Linked DNA regions of Mus musculus: region 2 is linked to region 1. The links are chromatin contacts, called in public Hi-C maps. All regions are on one chromosome and are shown on one strand. The core of a region is the stretch at or near the end of the contact, and the rest is flanking DNA. Distances in the headings are between cores, read along the strand shown. Region 1 overlaps Bcar3 (breast cancer anti-estrogen resistance 3). Region 2 overlaps Synpo2 (synaptopodin 2).

Region 1 (3,596 bases), core at 395-2,894:
CCCTCTGGCCACCCCCCAGCCTCCGCCTCACTCCCTCAAAGCCATTTGTTTTGTGTTTTTATTTGTTATGACTATGTCTCCATATGTAGCCTAGGCTGGACTCCCTGCATGTATGACATATATTCCCTGTATATATGACATATACTCCCTGTATATATGGCATACACTCCCTGTATATATGACATAAACTCCCTATATATATGACACAGACTCCCTGTATATGACAGGCTGGCCTGGAAATTATGATCCTCCTTCCCGCGGCTTTACCAGTGCTGGAGTTACAGACATGCCACCCCACACTCAGATTTGTAAAGTTGTGTGGAATGCAGCCTTTATTCCCAGAGGCCAACAGCTGCTTGCACAAGTGGGTATTAACACTTAAATTTAAAATGTTTCCTCTCTTCATTGCCTCTGCCACCCACATACAGTAGCCACAACAGTCAGTGGTTTGAGCACATTCCTGCACCATAGAAAACTCAACTGGCCAGGGCTGTACCCAACAATATTGGAAGCTAAAACAGTCAGGGTGACCGGGAGATAATTTGCACACTAGTGAGAATGAGAGGGAAAGGGAGAGGGACAGAGGGAGGGAGGGAGGGAGGGAGAGAGAGGGAAAGAGAGGCCAGCTTTTATTTTAATATGAAAATCAAGTCTTGTGTTTCTTGTGTTAAAAGTGTGTCTCATCTCTAAAGATCCATGTTCAAGGGCATGCTTTGGCTTTGCTTCATGGTTTGTTTATTGTTTGTGAAAAGGCTTTATTTATAGCCTGGGCTGGACTTAGTCATCCTGCTCCAGCCCCCAAGTCCTGAGGTTACAGATGCCCGTGTGTTTTAATGAACACCTAGTGTGGTGGTGAGAGAATCTAGAATCTGCCAGTACATGGGCCCCTGGGGGCTTTATTAGCTGAGGTAGGAAGACAGGGCCCTGTAGGCAGCAGCGCTCCCCAGCTGGGACCCTGCTAAGGGCATGGGGCAAAAGCTTGCATTCCTGACCGAGGACACAGCATGACCACATCCTTCACGTTCCTGCTGTCTTGGCTTCCCCACCATGAGGGGCTGTGAACTGAGATAAACCCTTTCTTGGGATGCTCTTGCCAGGGTGATTTAGTGCTGCGACAAGGAAAGACACTAAGTACCCAGGGGCTGCTGTTTCTGGAAAATGGCAGTGTGGTTTCACAGCCTGGGGAACCCCAGTCCTCTGGAGCATCCCTTAAAGAAAGAGGTCAGAACCCGTTCTCCTCAGTCTTTCCAGATCCTAATTCTTCGGGAGGTCTTAAGCTCAGAGACACCGGGAGATGCTCCTGAGGGGAGGAAGGCAGCAGGAGGTGCAGCGTTCTGGCTGCAGCCACGCCAGCCAGGGCTTCAAAGGAGGCCACCCTCCAGCCACTGTTCAGGAATGGGGCAAGGGAGGTGTGATGTCCCAGACATAGCTCAGGCTTGAGGGAGAGTCACAGTCAGATGCTGCTCCTCTCCCTCCTCCCCCGATCCCCACCCCTATCCTGCTGCACGGGACGCAGAGACAGCAAGCTCACCTCTCGATGATGTCCAGGCGCAGCTGCCGTCCATGAGGTAAAGTAATGAGCTCCAACCCAGAGCTCACACCCATGCTCCTCTTCCTGTCTTCAGAGACTTCGAGTATCCTAGCAACCTGTCAGGAGCCGAGGAGAGAGGAAGGCGCTAGATCAGAAAGTGTGTTGGCCCGGGTTCATTTAGTGCGAGGAAAGAAAGAACTAAGTACCTGCGAGCCCTGTGGCTGAGGATGCAATGTGTCTGGATTTCTTTGAGTGACTGCATGCGAAATGTTTCTTATATATGATATTTGAAGATCTTAATGTACATCATAAACTATAAAACTGAGTGAGGGGCTGGGGAAAATAGTTTGGTCTATGCATTGCTGGCTGTGTGAGCATGAGAACGGGAATTTGATTCCTAATGTTCACGTAATAAGACAGGCATGGTTGTGTGGGCTCCTAACCATCAGCGCTGAGGAGCAGAGATAGGTGGATCCCTGGGGCTCTCGAGCCAGCCTAGTGACAAGCCCCAGGTCCTCAGGACACCTGAGGGGTTGTCCTCTCACCTCCACACACGGACATGTACCCTCATATGTGTGCTATCTCATACATAAGAACACACACACACACACACACACACACACATTTAGTGGGCAAAGGGCTGACGGAACTCCTAAACGGCCTGCACAGCCTAAAGATTTGCTACGCATTCAAGCCCAGCCAGGGAACTTATCATTTAGTCGGCTCTGGCCTGACACAGGCTGAATTCTGACAAGACGTTTTGCTGCCAACAAGAAGTCTGTGCATGTGTGTGTGTGTGTGTGTGTGTGTGTGTGTGTGTAGCCCACCAGGCTCTTCAGTGGAAAAGCAGAGTGTTATCCAAGCTCCCCTCAGGCTGTCTGTGTGTGTGTGTGGGGGGGGGGGGTGCTCTGTGTGTGTGTGTGTGTGTGTGTGTAGCCCACCAGGCTCTTCAGGGGAAAAGCAGAGTGTCATCCAAGCTCCCCTCTGCTCTGAGCCTTACCATTCATGGTCTCACTTAACAGCCACGGCTGGCTGCTATTGCCCTTAATTACGTCTCTCCTGGGTGCAGTAAGTGTACCTTACGGCTGGAAGCCATTAAAAACATATGTGGTGATTGGAAACCACTCCCACGGCTTCTCCATAGAGGTTTCCCTGAAAGAAAATCTTTCTTCCTTCAAGCCAGCTCTCATTGCAACCCAATTCTTTGTTTTTCTCTTCATTGATTAAATTCATTCTTCCAGTTTCTTACAGTGTGAATTTTTTTTCTTTTTTTTCTTTTTTACCATCTCATTTCTAACGTGCATAACCACATTTGAATGGAATTGGCTGTCAGACCTGACTGTTTCTTAGTCTACAGCACACTGAAAGGTTACAGCGGAGTCAGCTGTATCTCTAAACTGAGGCCATGCTAGCTCACTGACATACTGCAGTGTGACCCTGGGAGTCAGGGGTCTAACCAAGTCTGGCCATGTGGCAGGCACCAGATGGTGCTCTGTGCTTCCTGTGGTGGGCTGTCTTCTACCATAACCATGCCAAGCCGTGGAGAGATCTTCATAATATGTCACACACAAAAAGATCAGGAAGTCAGGCAATTATTAAACCTGACCTGAAACTTCCGTAGCTGAGCAAGGCAACCCCTGTCAGCCCTGGGGGATGAGCTGAGGACCTGGCTGTCCAGTGGTGGCGCCCAGGACAGGATGCGGGATTCATTCTAGGCTCACCACTACAGGTACGACTCACCTTTCTCAAGAGCTTTGCTAAGGATTCAAATGACTGTTTGAGAGTACAAGCTGTGAGTCATTGGCCATGTGGAGGGGGCAATTCTGGCCAGATGTCAGGAAAGAGGTCCACCTTGACCATGGCAAGGCATTCCATACATCTCACATGTTTAGTCCATCATCCTGCCAGAGATTCTGAGCCCTGTTCCTCTTTGGCACGCACGGCAGCCCACACCCTCTGCGTAGTAAGCCTCAAAGGCTTACCACTGACACGCTTTTCTTCTGGAAGCACTAATAGGCATTCTGAGAGCAAGAAGCCCCTGGTCGGAATTAAGTGTCAATCACCC
Region 2 (3,596 bases), core at 730-3,229, 600 kb before region 1:
CGGCCTAGGAAGGATGGATCTTTGCATAGGCTGCGGTCCCAATGCCCCAGATTGCCCTTTGCACAGGCAGGCTGGGGTCCACTATGCTCACTAGTGCTTAGAAATGGGTTTCTGTTCATTCACTCAAGAATACACCATGTCTAAAAAATTGTATTTTGTCTGATCCGAAGCTCCGAATGTGTCTACGAGATTTGATGATATCTACTCCACAGGACACTGGGAGTTCCTGGACATCTATAGTAAACATAGTTTGTTGGAAAAACCCAATTTCAAAAAAGGGACACACATAGCTACACCCTGTGCTTTTTATAATCAAGGCAGGGTTGGGGATGAGTTCGGATTTCAAAGCTTTTTGTAAGCACTTTTCTTGTACTTGAAGGAAAGACGGTCTGATCTCAAAGCTCTTTATCAGCCCTGTCATGTTCCAGCAAGTTCTGTTTTCTAATATGTTGAAGTTCTTGGGGGAATTTTTGTTGTATCTTCCACGAGACATCATGTAAGTTGGGGAAATTCTTTGGCAGGTGGGAGACCCACTGACTAACTGTTAGGAATTATTTTTGTGTGCAGACCCTCTAGTGGAACAAGTGAGACTTTGGATTCTGAATCAGAAACTACAAACCATCAACATCTTACACATGAGGGGCCCATGGAAAGTACCACCCTGCAGATTCAGCAAGCCACCGAGACCCAGAGCGAAGACTTCTTTCTTGCTCCAGTCCAGACTAAAGTTCCCCTAACTGAGGACCAAAGCAATGCCTGGGGTTATGCAGAATGTCCAAAAGAAGAACAAGCTCCCCCGATGCTTGGCTCCCAGGAAGGACACTTGGTAGAAGAGGTCATCTTAAGGCAAAAGGCAGAAGCAGGCCAGCCAGGCCATGTGGTTGAGCTACAGCTGTCCCTCTCAAAGGAAAGACATCAATGCACCAGTGGCCCTATAGTGACTCTCCAGGGAAATGACAAATCCACGTCTCCAGACCCAGACTGGAGCTCACAACTCGAGAGGACTGTCCACATAAATTCGATCCCTGCTCCTGAGAAAGCAGACACTTCTCTGACGTCCAGCACCTCCAGTGGCCGAGAGTTGAGAGTGATCCAGGGAAGAGACCCAGGAGGCGCAGGGCTGCCCCAGGTGGAAGTGATTCTAGATTGCTCTGACAGGCTGAAGGCTGAAGAGTGCAGGCTGCAGACAGGAAGGGGGTGTGTGGCTTCTCCCGTGGAAGGAGGGCGGTCAGAAGCACCTCCTTCTCTGGTCTCCTTTGCGGTCTCGTCAGAAGGCACCGAGCACGGAGAAGATCAACGCTCGGGAAAGGATCAGAGCAGACCACACAAGCACCGTGCACGCCATGCTCGTAAGTCCTGCCATGGTTGGGGCGGGTGTCAGGGGAGTTGGGATTTTAGTTTATTTTACTAGCTGGACTGTATAAACTTTTTTAAAAAGAGTTTTCGCATGCCTTTTACTACCTTTGGTGGTTATCTAATGCACAAAATAATAAATATAAATAGTGTGGGGAAATACCAGTTTTTAAATTAGAAGCAGTAAATTTGAACTTCATACTAGACTCAAATGTTTTTCATAAACTTTATTTCATGCCTAAATATTTTTCATCAACTTCATTTTATCCCCAAAGATGCAGGAACTGTTAAAGAAATATGAAATACACCCCTCTTACTTGTTGAAGAATGTTATGGCATTTTGTGTTAAAAAAAAACTTTAAGAGGATTGGAAGCTATGTGGACTCAGTTTAAATAACAATTCCCCCTCCTGAGGTGCCTTTAACAAGGTTTCCACGCTGATATTAAAAGCAGAGCTTCATTTTGGAAAAGAAAAAAAAAAAACCATTCTGCGGCTTGATGATGCTTGCAGAAGTGTTTGACAGACAAGGGCAAGTGTGATGCCCAGCAGTTACACGATCCGATCCTTGCTGTTGTGTAAGCCTCACTAGGTGGCAGCGCGCTCACCACCTTCCAGACTCAAGTCTCCAGGGCCATGTGGCAGGCAGCTCGGCAGCTCAGAGTTCTCCCCCAGGAAAAGTGCCTAGTGCAAGGCCCCCCACTGGCCTTCTCTCCTATCTGTAGGACGAAGGTCACAAACGGAAGGAGGTCAAGAACTGTAGCTTCAGTACCATTATTATTAGTTTTCTTTCATAGACACCATTCTTTTTCTTTATTTTACCAACTTGAGCATTTCCTCTGAGGATGCACGGGCTGACTGGTACACAATAGCAGTGAGCTTGCGTCCTCGGAATCACACATCAGCCTTCTAGCCCCCGTTGTCCTTTGGGTGCCTATTTTTAGCACAGCCATTTGTAGCTTTGTTGGCAAGTGCCGGTGGCCACTCCTCCTGCTTTAGACACCTCACATATATAGCATATTAAACCTGAGCATTATGACGGCATGTGCATATTTCACATGGTGGCCCTGAGCAGACAACTGTGCAGTTGTTACTGTCAGTGTAATAGCAAGCTGTAACATCACTAGTCAAAAAAAAATCATATTTAAGATTGCCCAGATTTTGGACTATTTTGTCTGCATAAATTTGATCACCAGATAAATATCTGTATGGTTTCTCTTATTTCATTTTATTTTGTTGTTGTTGTTGTTAAATTAACCAAGTCTGACTTTTAACAAGAAGAACTAATTTCAATCGTGAAATATCTAATTTTTCTGATATCTTCCTTTAACTCGGGATATGATAAAAATTTATTTTGGATCATACTCATTCAAGTGGTTGAATTAGTTGATTCTATAAACTAACTTGACATTAATTTGCTTTTTATAATAAAATGAAAATATAAACTTCTGCCATTTTAAGACTGCCAAGTTCTATTTTTAAGGCACAATTGCTACCTCAGTTTCAATGCTAGTTTAAAAGACCTCAATTCATGTAATTTTTAAATTTTCCCAAGGTTCCCATTTATTCTTTCTGAAACTTAAGCAGGATTATATTTGCAAGAGCCTGTTAATTTACAAAGTTGTGTAGATAGTGTCCAATCTAGACTGTCACAATGTTCTAGTACTCTGAAATACAACTAATTATTAACTCAGTACTGTCAATTATCCAGTATTATGAGTTCATATTAATTCAGTAGCTCAGTGGAAAGATTTCAGGTGGTTGTCAAAGTAAAAAAGAAGAAACTTAAAAATGTAAATGCATTGCATTGGAATATTCAATTTTAACATTTCACATTTACATATGGCAGGACAGAGTACATCTTGTTTTCAAAATGTATTAGGTTCCTAAAGTATTTTCACTTTAATGCGATCATAACCTATTAACTGGCAGTTCCAAGCCTATTTTTTATTAAAGCTTATAATCTAGAGGTGGGGGGGGGGGGTGATCTGTTTTCTATGTAAGTCAGCACATCTAACGCTGTGTTCATGGGAGTAAATGGGACAGGATATCGTCCTGTGCTAGACATCATTGTTTTATAAGTGCAAATTTGAAGTGAAGTAAAACGCAGTGTAGTCCCTAGGTCATGTGCACTCCCAGAACACACAGGGGTGCGGGGCAGGATGAATGAATGAAAAAATAAATAAATGAGTTAGATCTCTCCAAATTTCGTACCCAATTATAGTATGTCTTTATATATTCATTA

Evidence for each region. Hi-C and Micro-C count contacts between places; a contact is called where the count stands out from the background.
Region 2: a Hi-C map of olfactory sensory neurons shows a contact between it and region 1, with 3 times the contacts expected there. The contact joins two enhancer-like sites.

What each region holds. Positions count from the first base shown.
Region 1 is chr3:122,517,314-122,520,909 of GRCm38.p6, reverse strand. It overlaps Bcar3 (breast cancer anti-estrogen resistance 3), which reads right to left. Exons shown (of 12, transcript NM_013867.3): 8 at 1,532-1,647. Among named protein-coding and RNA genes, the nearest start is that of Mir7657, 23 kb to the left of the region's middle. Within about 2 kb of position 1,644, at least 66 of the 459 cell types and tissues checked have an H3K27ac peak or open chromatin away from gene starts, as enhancers often do. A contact at or near this core is called in olfactory sensory neurons, where this site is marked.
Region 2 is chr3:123,114,709-123,118,304 of GRCm38.p6, reverse strand. It overlaps Synpo2 (synaptopodin 2), which reads left to right. Exons shown (of 5, transcript NM_080451.2): 3 at 568-1,349. Among named protein-coding and RNA genes, the nearest start is that of Myoz2, 82 kb to the right of the region's middle. Within about 2 kb of position 1,979, at least 48 of the 459 cell types and tissues checked have an H3K27ac peak or open chromatin away from gene starts, as enhancers often do. A contact at or near this core is called in olfactory sensory neurons, where this site is marked.